6 separate regions of the Mus musculus genome follow, and all the other regions are linked to region 3. The links are chromatin contacts, called in public HiChIP or PLAC-seq and promoter capture Hi-C maps. All regions are on one chromosome and are shown on one strand. The core of a region is the stretch at or near the end of the contact, and the rest is flanking DNA. Distances in the headings are between cores, read along the strand shown.

Evidence for each region. Promoter capture Hi-C pulls out the DNA fragments that hold promoters and counts their contacts. HiChIP or PLAC-seq counts read pairs in DNA pulled down with a chosen protein or histone mark.
Region 1: a contact with region 3 is called in an H3K27ac HiChIP or PLAC-seq map of extraembryonic endoderm stem cells. The contact joins the promoter of Rab4a here to the promoter of Afg3l1 in region 3. A contact is called at or near these places in 1 of 39 promoter capture datasets (neural stem cells) and 1 of 115 datasets of contacts at active chromatin or transcription factors (extraembryonic endoderm stem cells).
Region 2: a contact with region 3 is called in an H3K27ac HiChIP or PLAC-seq map of extraembryonic endoderm stem cells. The contact joins the promoter of Abcb10 here to the promoter of Afg3l1 in region 3. A contact is called at or near these places in 1 of 39 promoter capture datasets (liver) and 1 of 115 datasets of contacts at active chromatin or transcription factors (extraembryonic endoderm stem cells).
Region 4: a promoter capture Hi-C map of pre-B cells shows a contact between it and region 3, with 3 times the contacts expected there. The contact joins the promoter of Ccsap here to the promoter of Afg3l1 in region 3. A contact is called at or near these places in 2 of 39 promoter capture datasets (embryonic stem cells and pre-B cells).
Region 5: a contact with region 3 is called in an HNF4G HiChIP or PLAC-seq map of pancreatic cancer cells. The contact joins the promoter of Cpne7 here to the promoter of Afg3l1 in region 3. A contact is called at or near these places in 1 of 39 promoter capture datasets (embryonic stem cells), 1 of 484 Hi-C or Micro-C datasets (the G1E-ER4 cell line), 3 of 115 datasets of contacts at active chromatin or transcription factors (pancreatic cancer cells, stem cell-derived neural progenitor cells and trophoblast stem cells) and 1 of 9 other capture datasets (liver).
Region 6: an H3K27ac HiChIP or PLAC-seq map of extraembryonic endoderm stem cells shows a contact between it and region 3. The contact joins the promoter of 4732419C18Rik here to the promoter of Afg3l1 in region 3. A contact is called at or near these places in 3 of 115 datasets of contacts at active chromatin or transcription factors (embryonic stem cells, extraembryonic endoderm stem cells and pancreatic cancer cells) and 1 of 9 other capture datasets (liver).

The regions. Positions count from the first base shown.
Region 1 is chr8:123,804,338-123,807,389 of GRCm38.p6, reverse strand. Rab4a (RAB4A, member RAS oncogene family) reads right to left here and starts at 1,394. Exons shown (of 8, transcript NM_009003.3): 1 at 1,224-1,394. The coding sequence starts at 1,254.
Region 2 is chr8:123,981,630-123,984,537 of GRCm38.p6, reverse strand. It overlaps Abcb10 (ATP-binding cassette, sub-family B (MDR/TAP), member 10), which reads left to right and starts at 1,416. Exons shown (of 13, transcript NM_019552.2): 1 at 1,416-2,136. The coding sequence starts at 1,725.
Region 3 is chr8:123,476,588-123,479,920 of GRCm38.p6, reverse strand. Afg3l1 (AFG3-like AAA ATPase 1) reads right to left here and starts at 2,059. Exons shown (of 17, transcript NM_054070.3): 1 at 1,874-2,059. The coding sequence starts at 2,011.
Region 4 is chr8:123,858,194-123,861,531 of GRCm38.p6, reverse strand. Ccsap (centriole, cilia and spindle associated protein) reads left to right here and starts at 2,064. Exons shown (of 3, transcript NM_001379289.1): 1 at 2,064-2,437. The coding sequence starts at 2,122. Gm9901 (a long non-coding RNA gene) reads right to left here and starts at 2,077. Exons shown (of 2, transcript XR_388182.4): 1 at 1,898-2,077; 2 at 1,034-1,662.
Region 5 is chr8:123,116,109-123,119,375 of GRCm38.p6, reverse strand. Cpne7 (copine VII) reads right to left here and starts at 2,002. Exons shown (of 15, transcript NM_170684.2): 1 at 1,712-2,002. The coding sequence starts at 1,879.
Region 6 is chr8:123,752,469-123,755,585 of GRCm38.p6, reverse strand. 4732419C18Rik (RIKEN cDNA 4732419C18 gene) reads left to right here and starts at 1,358. Exons shown (of 3, transcript NR_166622.1): 1 at 1,358-1,528.

The sequences.
Region 1 (3,052 bases), core at 145-2,644, 330 kb before region 3:
TTTTAATTGTTTATCCATTAAGGTCACAGCTGAATTTAAAAATCCACTCCTCGTTGGACCGCAAACTCTTGGGGAAGTTTCCATGGCACTCGTACACCGAGTAGAGCCTTCCAGGCCAGACCCTGGCCCCACCCTGTGGCAGGAAGGAAGCAGGGGCACAAACTGCAGATAACCTGACAGATCGTCATGCTTTTCCGTGCGAGTCCCTCCTTCGGACGACGAGCACAGACCACGTCAAAGTTTCAAGTCTCGTGAGGGACTGGCAGGCACAGGCCAACCATACATAGTAGTGGTTGTTTATTCTTGCCTCGACTGGGGGAGGGGGAGCACCCAGCACGTGCATTGAGAATGGCTGGGTGCTGCAGGAGAAAAAAAGATGAAAAAATCATGTCTCCATATCCAAGGCCTGTGGTCATCAGAGGACCATATATTTGTATTTATAAAGGTAATATAATGCAACCATATCTGGAGGGGAGGACGGGAGGAGAGAGGGAGGGAGGGAAAATACACGAGGCCAGGGGTCTACAGAAAAGAGACAGCATTCATCCACTTAAAACTCATTATAATCTCAATGCAAAGAAAGGAATTCCAACACCCCCACCCCACCCTCCCGAGGCCCACAACCCTGCCCCTAGAGACACAAAACGCAGGCGTGGCCCTGAGCCTTCATCCCTGCGGTTGGTGCTGCAGGGAGGAGGACAAGAATCGACGACAAATTGGCTCCTGCAACCCTGAGAGATTTAAACAATCCAAGGAGGAAAATGTAGAGTGAAACCAGGGTCAAAGCGGGAGGGAACTTGGTAGAATCACAGCAGGGGGCACCTGCTGGCCAGAGAGTCCAGACCAGCGCCTGATACCCCTAGAGCCTCAAGATTCCAGCCTAGCCTGAAACACCCAGACATTCTCAAGTTCCAGCTCGACCTTGACACCCCAAGAATATCAGGATCCCTCCCAGCCGCTGACACTTTAGGATTCTCAGTGTCTCCACCTGGCTCCTAACACCCAGATTCTCAGGATCCCAGCTGCTGACATTACTAGGATCCCAAGCCAACCCTAAACCACCCAAGACTCTAAATATCTCTGCCTGGTTCCTGACACCGCGAGGTTTGCAGGATATCTCGATATTCTAGACACCGGCTCTGGAGACCCTGACCCCGGCCCCCAACATTCCGGGACCCCAAGGCCTGCCCCTCTAAACACGTACGCAAACCCGCGCGTCTTACCGTAAGTCTCGGACATGGCGGTCTGCGCCATTCTGCCGCCACAGCTCCGCGGGGTCCGTCCTCCAGTCTCCGCAGAGCGAGAGGAACCGAGCGTGGAGAGCCGGGAACGGGCCCACGGCGAGCCGGCCACCGGCTGCGGCCCAGCGGGACTCGGCTCCGCGTCTGCGCACCGCCGCCCGGCGAAGGAGCCCGGCGGAGCAGGGGGAGGGGCGGGGTCGCAGGAGGAAGGAGGAGCGGGGCTGGGGAAGGGGAGGAGGGAGGGCAAGAGAAATGGTTGGAGGCTCCTAGTTGGAGGAGGAGGTGAAGGCAAAGGAGGATGAAGGAGGGGACCAGGAAGGAGGGAGGGCGGGACTAGGGAGGGGGCGCCTGCGCCCGTAGATCCTCCCAGATGGCTTAGCAGTACAGACTCAGCCTTTCTTAAGAGTGACCTGCCAGGCTAGGGTGGACAGGAGGCCGCCCGAGGGCTTGTTTTGACAGAAAGGGGGTTCACTAGCAGAAAGCCACGCAGGTGTGTTTGGTCACCAGAACTCTCCTGCTCACCACGTTAGTGGGCAGAGCAGTGCTGCTTGGCTCTTACTGCAGGCTAATTTCGAAGGTGTGTTCGGTTAATGAAGCAATACAGGTCAGAACCTACCCCTTCCTCCGAGGAAAAGGGTTGGGACATTTATTGAAAGGCAAATTGGGGTCGGGAGTTTGACCCACCTGAGCAAACCGGGGCCTAAGTAAGATCCTGCCTTCTTCACAGCAGCAGATGCCTGGGCTGTGGGAAGCCTACCGTGTACCTTTAACCTCCGCTGTCAGGCTCTACCACGGGTCAGACATTCTCTCCTGCCTCCGTGCTGCCTGTCCTAATATTTCATTATTGTGCTTTATGACAGAAAATTAAGGAGATGTGGGAAGGGAAAGAAGCCCCCGCCCCCATCCCGTAATCTTGTTGAAGTCTCTTGCTGGCACAGCATGCAAAGTTTGCTGTTGAGATTGTCTACCATCGTGTCGCTTGCCTATAATCCCAGCATTCAGGAGGCATAGGCAGGGTTGTTTCAAGTTGAAGGCCTATCTGGGCTACACAGCAAGGAGGGAAAACAAAGATGATAGAGACACAACTCAAAAAAATATATAAGTAAATATATTTTAAAATAACAGGAGTGACTGCCTGAATAATTCATTTGATATAGAGATATTTCATATACGAATGTGAAAATAGCCCAGCAGTGGTAGTGCAAGTCTTTGATCCCAGCACTGGGGAGGCAGAGGCAGGTGGACCTCTGTGAGTTCGAGGCTAGCCTGATCTAGCCTGTCTCCAAAAAAAAAAAACAAAAGGAAAAAAAAAAAAGAAAGAATGTTAAAATAGGAAGGAACTGCGCTGAAGGCCTGAGAGTGTGCGACCTTTGAGCTCAGCTTTCTTTCCCAGATGCAAATCTGTAATGTTCTGAGTCACCCACAAACACGATTACATTCAAAGCACATGCATGGTAGCACGGGCCTTTAACTCCAGATCTCAGAAGGCAAGAGACAAGCAGAGCTGAGTTCGAGGCCAGTCTGGACTGCATTCTGAGTTCTAGGCAAGCCAAGATTGCATTGTGAGACCCTGTCTCATACACAAACTAACAAACAAAAAGGAAGAAATATGTCTTAGTCTTTTGTGACTTAATACAGTAAAGAATCTTTTGGTTCTTATGACCTATGATTTTATCTTGGCCTCTGATCCTATCCAGTACACCGCAGGAACAACTCTATGATCTTGTTTTTTTAAAAAAGAAAGAAGGGAGGCATAGAAACTGCCAAGTGCAGAGGTGTGTTTACAATCCCGTCTCTCAAGAAATGGAGGA
Region 2 (2,908 bases), core at 167-2,666, 510 kb before region 3:
TCTGAAAACAGCTACAGTGTACTTACATATAATAAATGAATAAATCTAAAAAATAATAACAATAATTTTCAGAAAGTGGCTACTCTTGCCAGCCTGGAGGCCATTCCTTCCTTAACGATGCTCAGCTGGGGTCCAAGAGGAAGGAACAGGAAGTGCTCCTGGAGCTTGGGCAGGAACCTGGGTCCTGCTGAGTGTGGCTGGGGTGTAGTTCACACTGTGACTCCCTGGGGCTTATAATTCCTGCACTGATGGGAAGAAAACTCAAGTCTTCTTGGGCCTCAGGGCTGGATTTTAAAGGACATGCCTGCTTCCCACATCTCCAATTTGCTCAAGGCAGACTTAACCTCACTCACGGTGTTGTTCACCCCCTCCACCTCGTAACTTCACATGTAGGTGAGGCCCTTGTCTGAGTGTGGAAAACATACAACGATGCTGAGATCTCAGGAGCCAGACAAATATGAAAGATTCTTATGTTATTATTTTTACTGGGCTTTTTGAGACAGGTTTTTTTCCTATGTAACCCCTGGCTATCCTGGGACTCTCTATGAGACCAGGCTGGCCTAGAACTCAAATAGATCCACATTTACCTGCCTCTGCCTCGATTCAAGGAGTGCTCAATGTCTGGGCCAAACATGAGGAAAACAAAACAGAAAGCAGATAAACAAATTACAACCAGCTGCTAACTGCTTGGTTTCCTTTCTTTTCTCTCTCTCTCTCTCTCTCTCTCTTTCTCTCTCTCTCTCTCTCCCCCTCTCTCTCCTTTATCTGTGTGGACTCAGGGACCTGGTGCTCCTGAACTGAACATTGCACTACCCTCCCACTCCCTATTTTAATAAATGACTTTTCCAGGGTTGGAACTGGGGTATTATGCATTTGAAAAGTCTGATGTTTTGTCCCTTGATTCCCCCCCCCCATTCGTGTTGGGTTTTAGGAATATATTGAACTAAAATACTGGTGTTGAGGTTGTTTTGCAACCTCCCCCCCCTTTTTTTTTAAAGGCAGGGCTCACTATGTAGCCCAGGCTGTCCCGGAACTCACTCTATAGACTAGGCTGGCCTCGAACTCAGATCTGCCTGTCTCTACCTCTTATGTGCTGGGATTAAAAGCGTGTGCGGCTGAATTCGCTCTGGTCGAGTGAACTATCTAGGAGTCCACAAACTCTTCCCCCTTCCTCAACCTAGGCCTCCATAGGATACTCCCGGCCTGCCGTCCTTAAGACCACTGCTCTCGGGGTCACTTCTACTCTCCGGGCCTCTGCGGCACCTCCTGCATTGCACAGTTCTCCAAGATGTGGAGACTCCTTGGTCTGCCGACCGCACGAAGGCGAAGGCACCCAAAGGTCTCAAGCAAGAGACTCAGGTCGTAAGGGGCGACCTGAGTGCCGCGCATGCGCACTCCGCCAGTGACCGGCGAGAGAAAGGGCTCGGACGCTCCAGGTTCACAAGTCGTGGAGGGCGCAGGAGAGCGAAAAAGCTTCCGCGTGCGGCTGGCGGGCGCAGGCGCTGGCGACTGCCTGCCGGACAAGGCACTGCCGGGGAGCTAGCGGCTGGTCGCCGCCCAGGGGTGGACCCTACGCGGCGGAAGGCGCGGCCCGGGCGCTGGCCCGATGGGGCGGGAGGGGCGGGCCGCTGCTGCGTCCCCGCCCTGTGCTCGGGCCGGGCGGGGAGGGTCCCGGGGCGTGCGGCCCGGCCGGTTGGTGAGACTGTCCGGGCAGACGCAGCGCCATGCGCGCCCCTTCTGCTAGGGCGCTACTGCTGATTCCGCGTCGGGGCCCTGCCGTGCGAGCGTGGGCCCCGGCCGTCTCCTCTCGGATATGGCTGGCTTCTGAATGGACCCCGCTCGTACGCGCGTGGACCTCTCTGATCCACAAGCCGGGTTCGGGCCTCCGCTTTCCCGCGCCCCTATCCGGGCTGCCTGGCGGCGTGGGGCAGTGGGCCACCTCCTCGGGGGCCCGCAGGTGCTGGGTGCTGGCAGGACCCCGCGCCGCACATCCCCTGTTCGCCAGGCTCCAGGGTGCAGCTGCCACCGGTGTGCGAGACCTTGGGAACGACTCGCAGCGGCGTCCCGCGGCGACCGGGCGCTCAGAAGTATGGAAGCTCCTAGGGCTGGTGCGCCCCGAGCGCGGGAGACTGTCAGGTAAGAACCTGGGGGTACTAGTGGGCCAGTGGGCGGCCGGTGGGCCTCGGCCTGGCCTTGGCCTTGACAAGGGCGATCAAGTCTGCTGACACCTGTTGGAAAGCTATGGATGCTGGCTGGCACTCCCCATCTGAGCCTATTACTAGAATATTTGGTCCCTATCAGCTTGTCAGCATCTGCTTTGGGGCATTCTCTGAATAAGTTAGAGTTTCCTCCTTTAAGAAAAAAAAAAAACAGGAGTTTTGCCAAAATCATGTCTACTTTATAGTATACATTTATAATAATAGTAGTAATAATAATAACATCGCTAGGGTTACACAGTATCAAGCAACCACCAAAATTTCCCAGAATGAAGTGGATCACTGTGAGCTTTGTGCTGGCTGTCACCTCCCTAAGTGGTGACTTGGTCAGGACCAGGCACTGGCCACAGCATAAAAGAACTAGACAGTAACTCAGCCGGATAGACAAATGGCTTTTAAAGAGAAATCAGAATTGGCTGGGTCTAAGTGACAATATTCTGTAACTCCCACATGTCTGGCAGTCGGTGCAGGCAAGGCTGGTTGGAGCAGAGCCATCCTGAGAGCTAGAGCTCTAAATCTCCATTCCTTCTGTGAATATGAACTGTGCCCTCCTCCTGTGGGTTCGATTACCTTGGGAAGCTGACATGGAGTCCTGCTCCTGGGAATCCCTGCTTAGCAGGCAGCGAAGTGTTTGGATCAGAGATGAAATGGGATAGGCATGAGGGTTTTGCAAAAAGGAAAGACTTTGCCAC
Region 3 (3,333 bases), core at 810-3,309:
CAGGTGGATTTCTGAATTCGAGACCAGCCTGGTCTACAGCATGATTCCAGGACAGCCAGGGCTACATAGAGAAACCCTGTCTTGAAACCACCACCCCCAAAAAAAAAAAAAAAAATATATATATATATATATAGCTAATATATATTATAAACAACATTGTATTGTAAAGTTATATAAATAGATAACTAATATGTACTATAAATAATATAGTTATATAAATATATTACTATTATATGGTGGCGCATGCCTTTAAACCCAGCACTCGGGAGGCAGAGGCAGGCGGATTTCTGAGTTCGAGGCCAGCCTGGTCTACAAAGTGAGTTCCACGACAGCCAGGGATATGCAGAGAAACCCTGTCTACACAGTGAAGACAGACTCTGATAAGTGCCCAGCTGCCTGAGAAGTGGAGAGTAGCCTGGCAACCTGGGTGAAGCAGAGACTGAGCTGCCTGGAACAGGCTCTAGGAACGGTCACTCTCTAACCTGCTGAACGAGCAGAGTACTCTGTTTCCAGCTTTCCTGAGCTGTCTGCCATCCCACACTGGGATGGGCGCTGATGATGCAGCTGTTGGAGTCATTTCTGTAAGTAACTCCACCAAAACTCACTAGTTCACCAGATGGACTCTACCGTGGTCTGTTGCCCGCTCCCTATCTGCCGTGGGTAATGTTTGTTCCCTAAGAGCAGTGTCACACAACACCTTTCTTTGGTCTGTTACCAGTGCTCTGTCTAGGGTGAGTGGGCACTCTGATGTCTCGCCACGAAAAGCCACCCAACCAAGTCAAAGTCCATCCAATGTACTTCTTTCACAAAGACACTGGCCCACAGCAACTCAGAACTGTCTATAACAATCACTATATGACTGATCTTCAACGGGTCACCCACCGGAACAGGATGTGCGACATGACCTGAAATGACTGTGCAATGCACAGCACTAGAAACAAACCTGAGGGCATTTTCCCGACCCACTGTGCAGCTACCTCCTCCAAACCCAGAGATTCCCCCCTACAGAGAGGGAAGCTCTTAAGCCTCAAGAAGCCCCATAAACCTTATGCTCAGAAGCTTAAAAAAAAATCCACGGGCCCCCAGACCCAAAGTTCTACAGGCAGGAAAGAACTGCTGAGGGGAGGGAGCCTCTTCAGTGGTACTGACTGTAGGTTCGCCTTGCGTTGTGACCTGTATGTGAGCCTTTCATCGATGAAACTGCTTTTGAGTCACTCCTGTTAAGTAACCTTCCCCGGTGCGGCCATATTTAATTCCAATAAGCTCACTGGTTCACAAAGCTAGAGGAATGGAATCATTTTGACCTATCGTGAGTGCCCTAGCTGGGGTAAATGGACATTTGCTCATGGACCGTTACACCACACTACTGTCATATTAAGAGGGAACAAGACCAAAACTGAATTGAGGAAGAACGGCTGTATGGCCCCTGTGATGGTAACACGCATTTATTTGAAGATGGATAATCTGCATGGATATTCCCTTTCGCCGTGGTGAGCCTCCTTACTACTGGCAGATGTACCTGTGAGGGGTGATAAAATATCTAGTAAGGCTAAACTATCTAAAAAATGAAGCATCAGTGGCGGGAATTCCATGGTGGCCATCTTTCTCTGCTTAGTATGGAGACCTACGCCTCCTTAATGAATAAAGGCTACTACCTTTTAAGTGGGGCCCTGCAATAGCTAACTGGATAATGGCTAGATCGCACCCGCTCAAGTGTTCCGATCAGCCGTAGGTAGACACTAGTGGAGTCGGAGGCAGAAATCGGGAAGACGCTGCGCCCGGCCCAGCCGCAGGCCGATGACGTCACCGCGACGCCCAGCGCGGCCCCCGCCACGCCGCCCGGAACCCGTGGCCCCAGCGCTGCCCTGCTCACCTGCAGAGCAATGCCACAGGCCCTCACGCTGCTCCAGACCGTCCCGCCGCTCCCTGCGCATCCGCCACATCGCCACAGCTTGGAGAAAGGCCAGGCCAGGGCTCGACTGCCCGCCGCCCCCACCAGCCGCAGTAACATCCCCCGGCCCTGACCTCGCGCCGCCCCCTGGGCGCGCGCACGCGCAGCAGGCGGATCATAGTGCACCACGCCCTCGGGGGCGCGCGTGCGCAGCTGGCCGCCGCATCGGCTCGGACCTCTCTTTGGGTGTCTGGTTCGCGGCCGTGCTCCTTAGGATCCTGAACCCGAGTGTCGCTTCGCGCTGCCTGACAGCTGATGGCGGATGGTCCGCGGCCAACTTGACCTAGACACCAAGGGCCTTTAGACGTATTTTAAATTTTGCATTGTCAACGACATCAATGGCTTCGGTGGGTCCTCGGGGTAACGCGGCTCACGTAATTAAATTTTGAGGCTACTTCTCCCTGGTTGAGGGTACTAGTATTACCGGTTGGAGGTGCTCCCGGTATTTTACATCCAGACTAGATGTGGTTCGAGACCTATCGTGAACAAAGGAACTGTTATTTGGTGCACGACTTGTCTCATTGATCCACGTCATAGACCCTTGTTTAATTTTACTTAACAACATTTTTATTCCTGCGGATGCGCAGGGAGCGACGGGACGGTCTGGAGCAGCGTGAGGGCCTGTGGCATTGCTCTGCGGGAGAGCACTTGGTTGGTATATAGAGTCACCCCAGTTTTGATTTGCCTGCAGTTGTGCGGACTAGCAATTTGGACTTGGCATTAGGGAGGTGTGGGTGTTCAGGATGAACCAGTTTCTGGACAGTGGGGCTGTCCACGACACACGTGGCATCTGCGTGTACTCAGATTCTACCTTGACTACATTTCAAAGGTACAGATGCCCGGGAGAAGACCATTGTCACCCATAGTGTTAGCAGTCCTTCTATGCTCCGCCCAACGGTTACCTAGCAACAAGGCCTGGCTTGCTATAAAAGGGTCTGTTCCCTCCCAACCCGACCCCTACTCCCATACCCCCCTCCATGTCTTCGCTCTCTCTGCCCCTTCTCCCCTTCTCTCTCTCAGACTTTCTTCTCTCCCTGACCCCTTTCTCCCTCTCTCCCCAACTCCTCCCTCCTTCCTCCTCTCCACGGGTTCCTGGCCAGCCTCTCCTCTCCTCTTCTCTTTTCTCTCTTTGACTGCCTCTACTCCCTTCTCAACTCCCTTCCCATGCCCCCAAATAAACTGTTCTACATTATACCTGTCCTGTGGCTGATAACTCAGGGAAAGGGATGTGCCGAGGCATCCCTCCCGCCTCACCATACCGCGCTGGAGTGGGAGATGGTGATAAAAGAAAATGAGATTTTGTATCTTGTGATTCATGTAAAAGAGTTGTCTATGAGCCCGTGGCCTGGGGCTGAGAACAAAGCAGAACAGACAGGGCTGTT
Region 4 (3,338 bases), core at 815-3,314, 380 kb before region 3:
TTCCTTCCTTCCTTCCTTCCTTCCTTCCTTCCTCTCTCTCTCTCCTTCCTTCCTTCCTTCCTTCCTTCCTTCCTTCCTTCCTTCCTTCCTTCCTTCCTTTCTCTCTCTCTCTCTTTCTCTCTCCTTCCTTCCTTCCTTCCTTCCTTCCTTTTTTTTAGGCAAGGCTTCAGTATGGCCCTCAGGCTGGCTCAGATCTAGAGAGCTGTGTTATGGGCAGGTACCATGTATAACCCCACCCACTGAATTTTACAGTCAGACAGCAAAGGCTGAACTGCTCTAACCTTAGCCCTGATTTCTCAGGTCACAGTACATCAAGATTCCTTCCACACTATTCAGAATCTCGTTACCTGGCTCTTGAGACAAGGCCTTATGCAGCCTCAGAGACTGCAGAAGTACTAGGATTACTGGTGTGCCTCCATGTCTAGTCTCTAAATGTTTATAAACTTTTGATTGCTAAAGCCAAAGATCAACCTGGCCAGCTTCAATAGAAGGGAACGCAGTGAGGAGGTCCCGAGGTTTGTTGACGGGGAGGGGAAGGGGCCTGGCCTCTGTGGGAATCTCAGCAGCGGCTGTGGTCATTTCTGTCTCCTCCAGAAACAGTACCATCAGACTAATCAGTTCAGGTTCTCAGAGCAGCCACCTAGGCTGTGAACACCCTTCAGCCTTAGCGTCCTATGTTCAGAACGGGTCCAGGCAGGTGTAGACACATGGGAATAGTTCAACTGAACTGCAGAAATCCCAAAGTGATCTGCTTCCTGGAAACATCCCGCTGGGACCTACTTTTTTTTCTTCCTTCCTTCCTTCCTTCCTTCCTTCCTTCCTTCCTCCTTCCTTCCTTCTTTTTCTTTCTTTCTTTTTTTTTTTAGTGTGATCCTTCCTGGATGCCTGTCCTTTCAAATCTTTCTGCAGCGATTGCATCAATGCTTCCTTTTACAAAAGCCATCTGTAGAGCAGGATTGCAACAGTAACAACCCTGCGACCCTGTCCATTAGAGCCCAAGCCAAACATTTGCACCAGGTCCTTGAGCAGGCCCTAGGCTTTATTTTATTTTATTTATTTATTTTTACAAAAGTTGGCCTCTAGTAAGTTATAAAAGGCAAGGGCAGGTGAGGCGGCTCATACCTGCTAATTCCAGCACTTGTGAGGTTGGCGGAGAAGGATCAGGAGTTCAAGACCAGCTTGGGCTCTGGAATGAGTTCTAGACCAGCCTTGGTAACATGAGATTTGTCTCAAAAAGGGGGCAGAGGAGGGAAATGTATTAAAATAGCAACATCAACAACATCATTAACAACAACAATAAAAAAATCACTAAGGCCTGAGAACCCGGGCGTTGTGAAAAGAGGAAGGAATCGGGACACAGGATTTGGTCCTCGGCTAGGTGTTGGTTGCTCAGGTTGCATCTAGAGCTGAAGCCTCCTCGCGAGGCCCCCAGTAGCGAGTGGGCGAACGAGCTGGGGGTTCACAGCAGCGCCCCAGGCGCGGGCGCAGGAGCGGGCGGGGGCCCGGCGGGCGCGCGGGGAGGTGCAGGCTTCAGGCTAGGGCGGCGCCTTCGTCTCCGGCTGCTGTAGGACCGCGGAGCCACCGCTCCATCGGCGACATCTTGGTGGAGGACGCGCAAGGAGAAACGCTGTTCGCGCTATAGCTGCTGCGCCACGATCTCAGCTGACCTCCGGAGAGCGGAGGATAGAACAGGCAGGAGGTAAGGACGCTGCTCCTAGAGTCCCCGACTCCTCGCCCAGGAGGGTGTCTGGGGACCTAAGATCCCCTGTCCCGTCACCTTGAGTCCGGTGGTCTCCACCTCTACCGAGTGGAGCAGACCCCTGGTGACCACCTATCATTCCATCTAGATAGGTCGCGTCGCCTGGAATCCCTCCTGAAACCCCGCCCCCGCTATTACCTGAACTAGGGGCCTTCCCAGCCCGGAACTCCGCCCCCGCTAGGAACGCCCTCTCCCAGAAACACCCGTCACAGACCCGCCCCCTCTCCGCCCCTCCTTGCCCCAGCCTCCGCCCTCCAGTCCGGGCGGGGCTCCGGGTTTGAACCGCGCGGCGGGCCGCGCCTCTGAGTCCGTCGCACCCGTAGGCGGCAGCGCGGAGCAGGCAGTCGGCGGCGCGCGGCACCATGTCCCCGGGCAGCGGGGTGAAGAGCGAGTATATGAAGCGCTATCGGGAGCCGCGCTGGGACGAATACGCGCCGTGCTACCGCGAGCTGCTGCGCTACCGCCTGGGCCGCCGGCTGCTGGAGCAAGCGCACGCGCCCTGGCTCTGGGACGCCTGGGGCCCGGACAGCCCCTCGGACAGCTCGGCTTCACCCAGTCCGGCCCCCAGGGGCGCGTTAGGGGAGCCCTCGGCGCCCTCCGCGCGGGAGGAGGAGCAGCCGGTGGGGGAGCGCGGCGCGGAGCTGCGGGACGCGGAGGAGCAGGACACAGTGTTACCAGGTACGGGCACAGCGCGTTGCTCCGTTCTCAGCGCTTCCTGTTTTGGTTTAATTGGGGTTGACAGAATCCGCTTGCTGAACTAAGCGGGGAAGGTGCGGGCCGCATTTCCACCTTCCCACCCCAGGTTTCCCTAATTTGGTGACTCTTGGCGGAGCCCTTTATGACCTCCAACTCATATGACCCTGGTTGGGGTCCTTGGTCGCAGGCAGTGGCCCGCTCAGTGAGCCCTCGATCCACCAGATGGCGGATCTGTTTGTTTCTGCGCATCCTGTTTGGCGAGAGGAGCTTTTCATTCCAAAGATGACCGACTGAAGTTAAGAACGCCCGAGCTGTCATAATGGGGTCATGGTTGTCAGTGTGAACGCCTTGAAGGCCTGGTCTCGCTGTCTCTGAAGAATGGTATGCGTTTGTTTGTGGACGAACCCCTCTTTGTATACGCTGTGAGCCACTTTCCCGCCGTTGCGGAGTGGGGCTGTCAGCAGAGAGCCCTGGGGTTTGCCTGGACTCAGGGCAGTACTTCAGTACAACTGTAGATCACTATGGTTGCCAGCCACCTCTCTGAACTCTTCTGAGAGTCCAGTGGTGAAAAAGTTATTTCTCAGTGACTGGTCTAGGAATATGTATTTTCTCATTCGACCTTCAAAGTCATATGATGGGCCCTTTGTTTTTAATCTCAGTTTTGTAAACAAAGCCATGGGAGCTTGGGATCCATGGTCGGAGTCTGAAAGGGTCGGATTTCCCTGCTCTTGGTTACTATGTTTGCCTATTCTCAGTTCTTGCATGGCTGGGCCGCCTTGTGTCATCTGGTCGCTTATGACGACCATTCTGATGCTTCAGTGATGTGGTTAGAAATTAGGGAAAGTGGCAGAAGGTGGTGGGGGCGGTGAGCATGTCTCCCAGG
Region 5 (3,267 bases), core at 753-3,252, 360 kb after region 3:
TTCTCTGTATTCTCTCATCTTGTGCCCACCACCGCCTTCCTATCTCCACATTATAGATGGTAACACTGAGGCTCAGGGACCAGCAGGGTCCTGCCTAAGGACCAAGATGTCAGGAACAATATCAGATTCTAGTCCTGGGCAAGGCAAGTCTAATGTGGAGACATTTTCCCCAGCACTCAGATGAGTGGCAAAGGGATTTCCCTGCCAGAGGGTTCACCAGTCCCTCCCACCGAGTTCAGCTCCTTCCTTCAGAACATACACCACTGACAAACCTTAGCTAATAGACTACCACGTCCTCTCAGCATGGAAGCTCCTGCATGTAAGACAAGGGTCTGCCTGGGCCCTTCCCAGAAATGTATGTACCAGGCAGCAATCAAGCCAGGCAATGCTATGAGAGGACCTGGGTCACAAGATGGTCCTTAAACAGACAGCTGCAGAGCAACCCCTTAATACCTTCTAGGGGCGTGACCACCAAAATGCTTTTGGGTATGTTCTTTATCTTCTAGGGCAGCGAACCACAAGACTTCTCAGACCCAGAGCCTAAGGAGTATGCTGAGATGCAGAGTTGGTTTTATGTGGGTCCCCGGGATACATTCTCCCCTTCACTCTCTGGATCCCCTGCACATTCACGGTGCCCTGGCTACCCTACGATAGTCACATAGTCTATCTGATACCTCTTTCCTGGCTCTCCTCCCATGTTTCCTGCATATGACTGCCACAGCCAAGTGGTGGCTCAGAGCTGCTGTTGGGGGAAGGGGGGACACTCCTGCTTGAGTAGAGACTCAGGTTCAAGTCTTTTATGCCTGTCAGGCCTTCCAACTAAGGTGTGCCCCTGTTTCCCACTCTTGAGACAAAGCCAGTCCCATGGGAGTTGGCAACTGAGAAAGTGGTTTATACACACTACAACACGGGCTATATAAAACAGCAGCCCAGAACATGGGCAGAACCCTGACACTACCCCAGAACAGGGGCAGTACCCTTCTGGGGGCTAATGGGAGCTGGTGACTACGGGGAAGCCCACTTTCTGAAGACCCTGGCTACCCCGGGTTTATGGGTGGCCAGTGGAAAAACCCCATGCTGGAAACAGGTACTCAGATCTGGGTCGGCAGGGGGCATTAAGGAGCGGGGAGGGGCTTTCAGTCCTCAACCGTAGCCACACGCACGCACGCAATTTGTGATTTCTCCTAAATCGCAGTGAGGAGACAGGTTGTAGGGTGGAGAGTCCTCTAACCAGGGCGTCTTAAATCTGAGCGATGGAGTCCCTGTGCCGCCCGGGGCCAGCTCCATTCTACCCAACCAGCATGTCTAGCTCGCAGCCCTAACATCACTGACGCTGCTTTCACTGGCGAGAAGCTCATGGCTGCTGCAGCCAATAAAGGTGGGACCCTGTGACCTTAGACAGTCCCTATACCTGCCTCAGGCAGCGTCCCCACTCCTGAGCTGCACTCCCTCCTGCGCTCCTTAGTCTAGCCTGGGCGCTTCACTCTTGCTCGACAATCCCAGGCTGAGACCCTCGGCTGTACTTCTAAGCACTTTTCCACCGAGGTTCCTTTCTGCCGCTGCTCCCGTTGCTATGCCCTTCCTCGCAGCAGGTGGACACCTCCTCTTTTGCCCCGGCAGCCCCAGTTTCAGAACACCCTTGCCAGCACCCCAAATCTCAACTCACACTTAGGTCTTCAGGTACCCAGCTCCCGGTCATTGGCCGCCCTACCTGTAGCCACTGGCCCTGTGCCTGCTGCAGCAGCACCACGCTGGGGTCGGACTTGGTCAATGGGTCCCGGTCCAGCAGGTGCCGGCAGCTCAGCCGCAGCTCCACCTTCGAGGCGCAGGGTGCAGGCACCACCCCCGGGGCCACCGCGCGCTCCGAGTCGCCGCTCATGCTTCAGGCTCCGCACTCGAACCGGTGGGCGCCGGAGAAATGGTGGCCGGACCAGGCGTGGCCGCGCTTCCCCGCACGCCCGCCGGGCGCGGGCACACGTGTCTCGGGCGGCCGCCACAGAGCGGGGGCTGTAGGGCGGCGATGCAGCGGGGAAGGGATGGAGGGGACCGCGAAGGGGCGGGGCCTGGGTGGGGCCACCGGAGAAAACCACAGGGACCTGGAAGGGAGCAGATAGCCCGGAGAGCCGCCCCTTGAAGAGGGGTTTCGATCCCCTCACTGGAGCGGAGAGATAGGGTCTGGGTTGCACGCAGGCTATGGGATTGTGGTCTCTTTATAGAGTCCATCGGTTCTGGAGGCTCCGCACTGATCGAACCTAGGCATCGGGTTTGCTTCGTCCAGACAGCCTCCGAGAGAGGCACTAGCCACCCCAGAGTCACACCAAAGCCCATGTCCCTTTTGGGATTGTCACCTAAACCAATGATCAAGTTAATGGGCTCTCACTGTTCGACCGGCGCTCACTGGCTGCAGGAAGGGTGTCCCTGTTTCTCAGAATTTGTAGGCCAGGGGCAGGCAAGAAGAGTTTCGTCATCGATCTCTGGTCTATGGCTGAGGGTCAGAGAGGGACTAGGAGCGTTCTCTCCCGGCCACTCTTACCGGGCTTGTCCACAACCATTCCCCCAGGTGGAAGCGAGGCTTCGTTACCCCCTCCCTCTTGTACCATCCCTCTCCTTCCCAGAGAAAGGCACTCGGAAGAGGAGGTGTTGGCTCCGACAGCAATCACCCTCAGCCCATTCTCTTTGCCAATTTCTGCCTAAATATAGGGCAGAAACCGGACCCAAAGCCACGGCTGGGGCGGGGATTGAGGTGAAGGGGGCGAGAGATCCGGAGTATAGAGCGGGATGTATATGCCTGTGGGGGCGTTGCGAGATGTGGTGTGTTCAGCATCAACAAACAAGACTCCTGAAGAGTCTGGGGTCAAAATGGTGTTAACACCAAGACAGGGATATACAAGACGGTGGGAGGAGAGTGTGGGAGGTAGCGTAGCTTTCGATGAAGTGGTAAACTCAAAGGGTATTGTGGGGACAACACCTCCTCCGCCAGCTTGGACCAGGGACATATCCCTCCCATTAGCCACGCTTCTGCTTATGGGCTGCAGCATCTAATCTCCATTTCCTGAGGCTCACCTATCACCATCCTGCTTCCCCAGCTGTTCTGAACCATCCTCCTCCAAAGCTGGCCCCAGTCAGGGCCCTTCCCTCTGCTAAGTCCAGCCTGGGTAGCTCTGGGTCTCTCAGTCCTGTAGGGTTGGGAGAACCCATCTGTAGCTCACTGTTGCTTGTGGGGTTGTAGTTGTGGCTTTCTGTTCACAAGGACTCATGGTTGTCCCA
Region 6 (3,117 bases), core at 109-2,608, 280 kb before region 3:
ACCAGAAGAGGGCGTCAGATCTCATTGTGGATGGTTGTGAGCCACCATGTGGTTGCCGGGATTTGAACTCAGGACCTTAGGAAGAACAGTCAGTGCTCTTAACCGCTGAGCTATCTCGCCAGCCCAACATGCCAGTTTGGATAAACATACCAAGGGGTTCATTCCAGGGTTCCTGTGGGAAAGGCTCTGAAACTTTGATCCGTGTCTCAGAACAAAAGGAGTCATGCAGAAGGTAAAGAGCTGCAGCAAGATCTATGGCAGAGGGCTGTCTCAAATGCTCATGGCCCTCCTGTGGCTAGACTCCATCGGGGAGCAAAGAGCAACCAGAACCTGTCCTTCAACCTCAGGAGCCACCACCTGCTGCTTCTTACAGTCCTCTTGGAGTGTAGATTATCTTTCTCAGCCCCCTCAGCCCACAAAGAACAGACCTACAGTAGGGGAGCACCTGACCTCTGAGTCACACACAGACTTAGAAAGACTCGGCTGGTTTCCCTGCCCCACTTTGTCTTTGGGGCTGGTGGAGGAGACCTGGGCCCCGGTCATGGTGATTCATTTTGAGCTCCTTACCGGGCAGAGTGGCTCTCACAGTGACACAGGCTACAGGGTTGGCTTGGGATGGGCTGCAGTAGAAGGCCCTGCAGCATCTCTTCCTCGTCCCGTGGTGACTTACTCTACTAAAATCTTCTCTGAGGGCAGGGCCCGACCTAATTGTAAGTTGTCATGGAAGCATGTCAAGAGGAAGAGGAACAATGATCTGGTCCAGGCAGATGTGATGCTGAGGGAGTCACTGACATCACAGCCAAGGACCCCAGAGGGCTGAAAGCCTCGGGCACACTCAGCTGTGTCTCACTCCGTGGGAAACATTCCGCCCAGAGAAGAGGGTGTGGCCTCAGGTCCCCAGAAGCCCTTACCTGTCTGTCAACAGCGTCTCATCATCATATCCTCTGTGGGGTGTTTCTCATTCATTCATTCATTCATTCATTCATTCATTCATTCATTCTTCAGCAAATGATTGCTGAGAGCCTACCGTGTGGTGGCTGTTTTGCTCCGAGAGTAGACACACCGTCTGTGGTGGATTTGTATTGACGGACACTGTGGTAAACTGAGGCTGCACAGGAAGCCAGGTGAGGAATCCTTTTCGGGAGCTGACGCATACACTGGTCTGCACTTGATACAGATCTACACAAGAGATGGCGCGAGCAAAACGCCTTGGGGAGGTGAGAGTCTCGGTGAGGTTGGAGGACTGACCCGGAAGCTGTGTGTCAAGAGGGTGAAGGGCAGAGGGCGGCTACACAGGCCTGAGCTGCGGCTCGGTCTTTAACCACAGTGTGAAATCACTGGTGGATTAGGAACAGGAGAGAGGCTGATTTGCATATTAAAAAGATTGCCCAGCTGCTGGGTGAAGACTGCCTTTTAAAGGCGCAAAAAATAGAAATAGGAAGACCAGCTAGGGAGGGAGCGGCTCAGCAACGCAGACAGGAAATAATCACTGTTATTATCTGCAGTCCTCCAGAGGAGCTCACAGCAGGTAGGAACGCCGCGTGCTCGTTTGCGGAGTGAATTTTCGGAGTGAAAGGTACAAAAGCCTTTTCTGCCGTTCTGTCTTTGAAACTTCAGAGCAGCGCTGGGATGGATTAGGGTCGTGTTCTTGGGCTAAAATGAGTCTCCAAGGCACTGGTCCTAGGTAAGGTAAGGCTCTGTTGGGAGCTGAGAGCTTGCTTTTACTCTAGGCCTCCTGACCTATCTGGGCTCTGTCCATTCCTGGAACCCCCCTAGGCAAAGTTTCCCAGGCCAGAAGGAAAGAGTGCAGTGACAGAACTAGGTAGTCAAGGCCCAGAGTCCTGCTGACCAGAGCCTAGGTGCTAAGTTCTCCTGGTGCTATGCCTGTGTATGGAGAACACAGTATGATGTGGTCTGGCTTCCAAGAGCCTAAAATCTAACCAGAAACAAATGGGAGCCTCAATAAATAATTTAAGAACGTCTTGAAAATTAAAAGGCACACACACAAATAACTCTAGGAGGAAGCCAGGGTTTTTCCTCGGGACAAATGGGCCTGAATACTATTTTGAAGGCTGTGTTTTCACTTGGACCTTGATGGTCCCTGGGGCAGTTGCTGGCCTGCTAACAAGGTCACCCATATCATTTGATCCACGCTATACTGAAGCAGTCCTTACCCGCTGCCCGGCAAAGTCCTTCCATACTTAGTGTCTAATACAATGGCTGCTTTGTTGACCCCATGAGTTCTGTGCCTCAGGAATTTGGAAGGTCGGGAGTGGGGATGGCTGGGCTCTGACTCAGCATCAGCATGTGAAGCCTCAGTTTTGAATGCCACTGGCTAGGTGCCAGGACCCGAGACCCTCTGACAACTACATGCCAGGCGATCAGGCTGGGGAGATGCCAAGGCTGAGCTGAACCAGCTGCTCTTCAGTGTGTTTCTGTGGGGTCTCTCCATGGCCTGGGGTCGCCTCACAGCATCGGAGCTCCAGGAAGTTTTGCCTCAACCACATGAATCAGAGCTACTGAGACAGCAGAAGCCACTTGGCTTTTAGGTCCCACCTGAAGGCATCTCTACCTGTCGCTGCTGCAGCACAGCATAGCACAGTACACACTGGTGTGTGTGCACCCACATCAGGTGGCTTCCAGGGCCCTGCCACACACTGGAAGGAACGTCAGTGTTCACAGTCTAGTGAAAACCATGGGAAGGTTTAATGAAACCAGGAAATAAAACCTATGTTGGATGAGATGGCTCAGCGGTTAAGAGCACTGACTGCTCTTCCGAAGGTCCTGAGTTCGAATCCCAGCAACCACATGGTGGCTCACAATCATCCGTAATGAGATCTGACGCCCTCTTCTGGTGTGTCTGAAGACAGCTACAGTGTACTTGCATATAATAAATAAATAAATCTTAAAAAAAAAAAAGAAAAAAGAAAAAAGGCTCGTGTTGGATAGTTTATAGCTCTAAACCAGGGCCAGCAGCAATGTCTTTTGACAAGAAATGAATTTGAGCACAGAATTGTGCTGTGACATAATCAATAAAATGTTAATTGTTTAGCCCAGGGACCAGAGCACAGAAGTATTTGCTATTACTTGGAGGGGACAATGTGAGCAAGGCTGTTG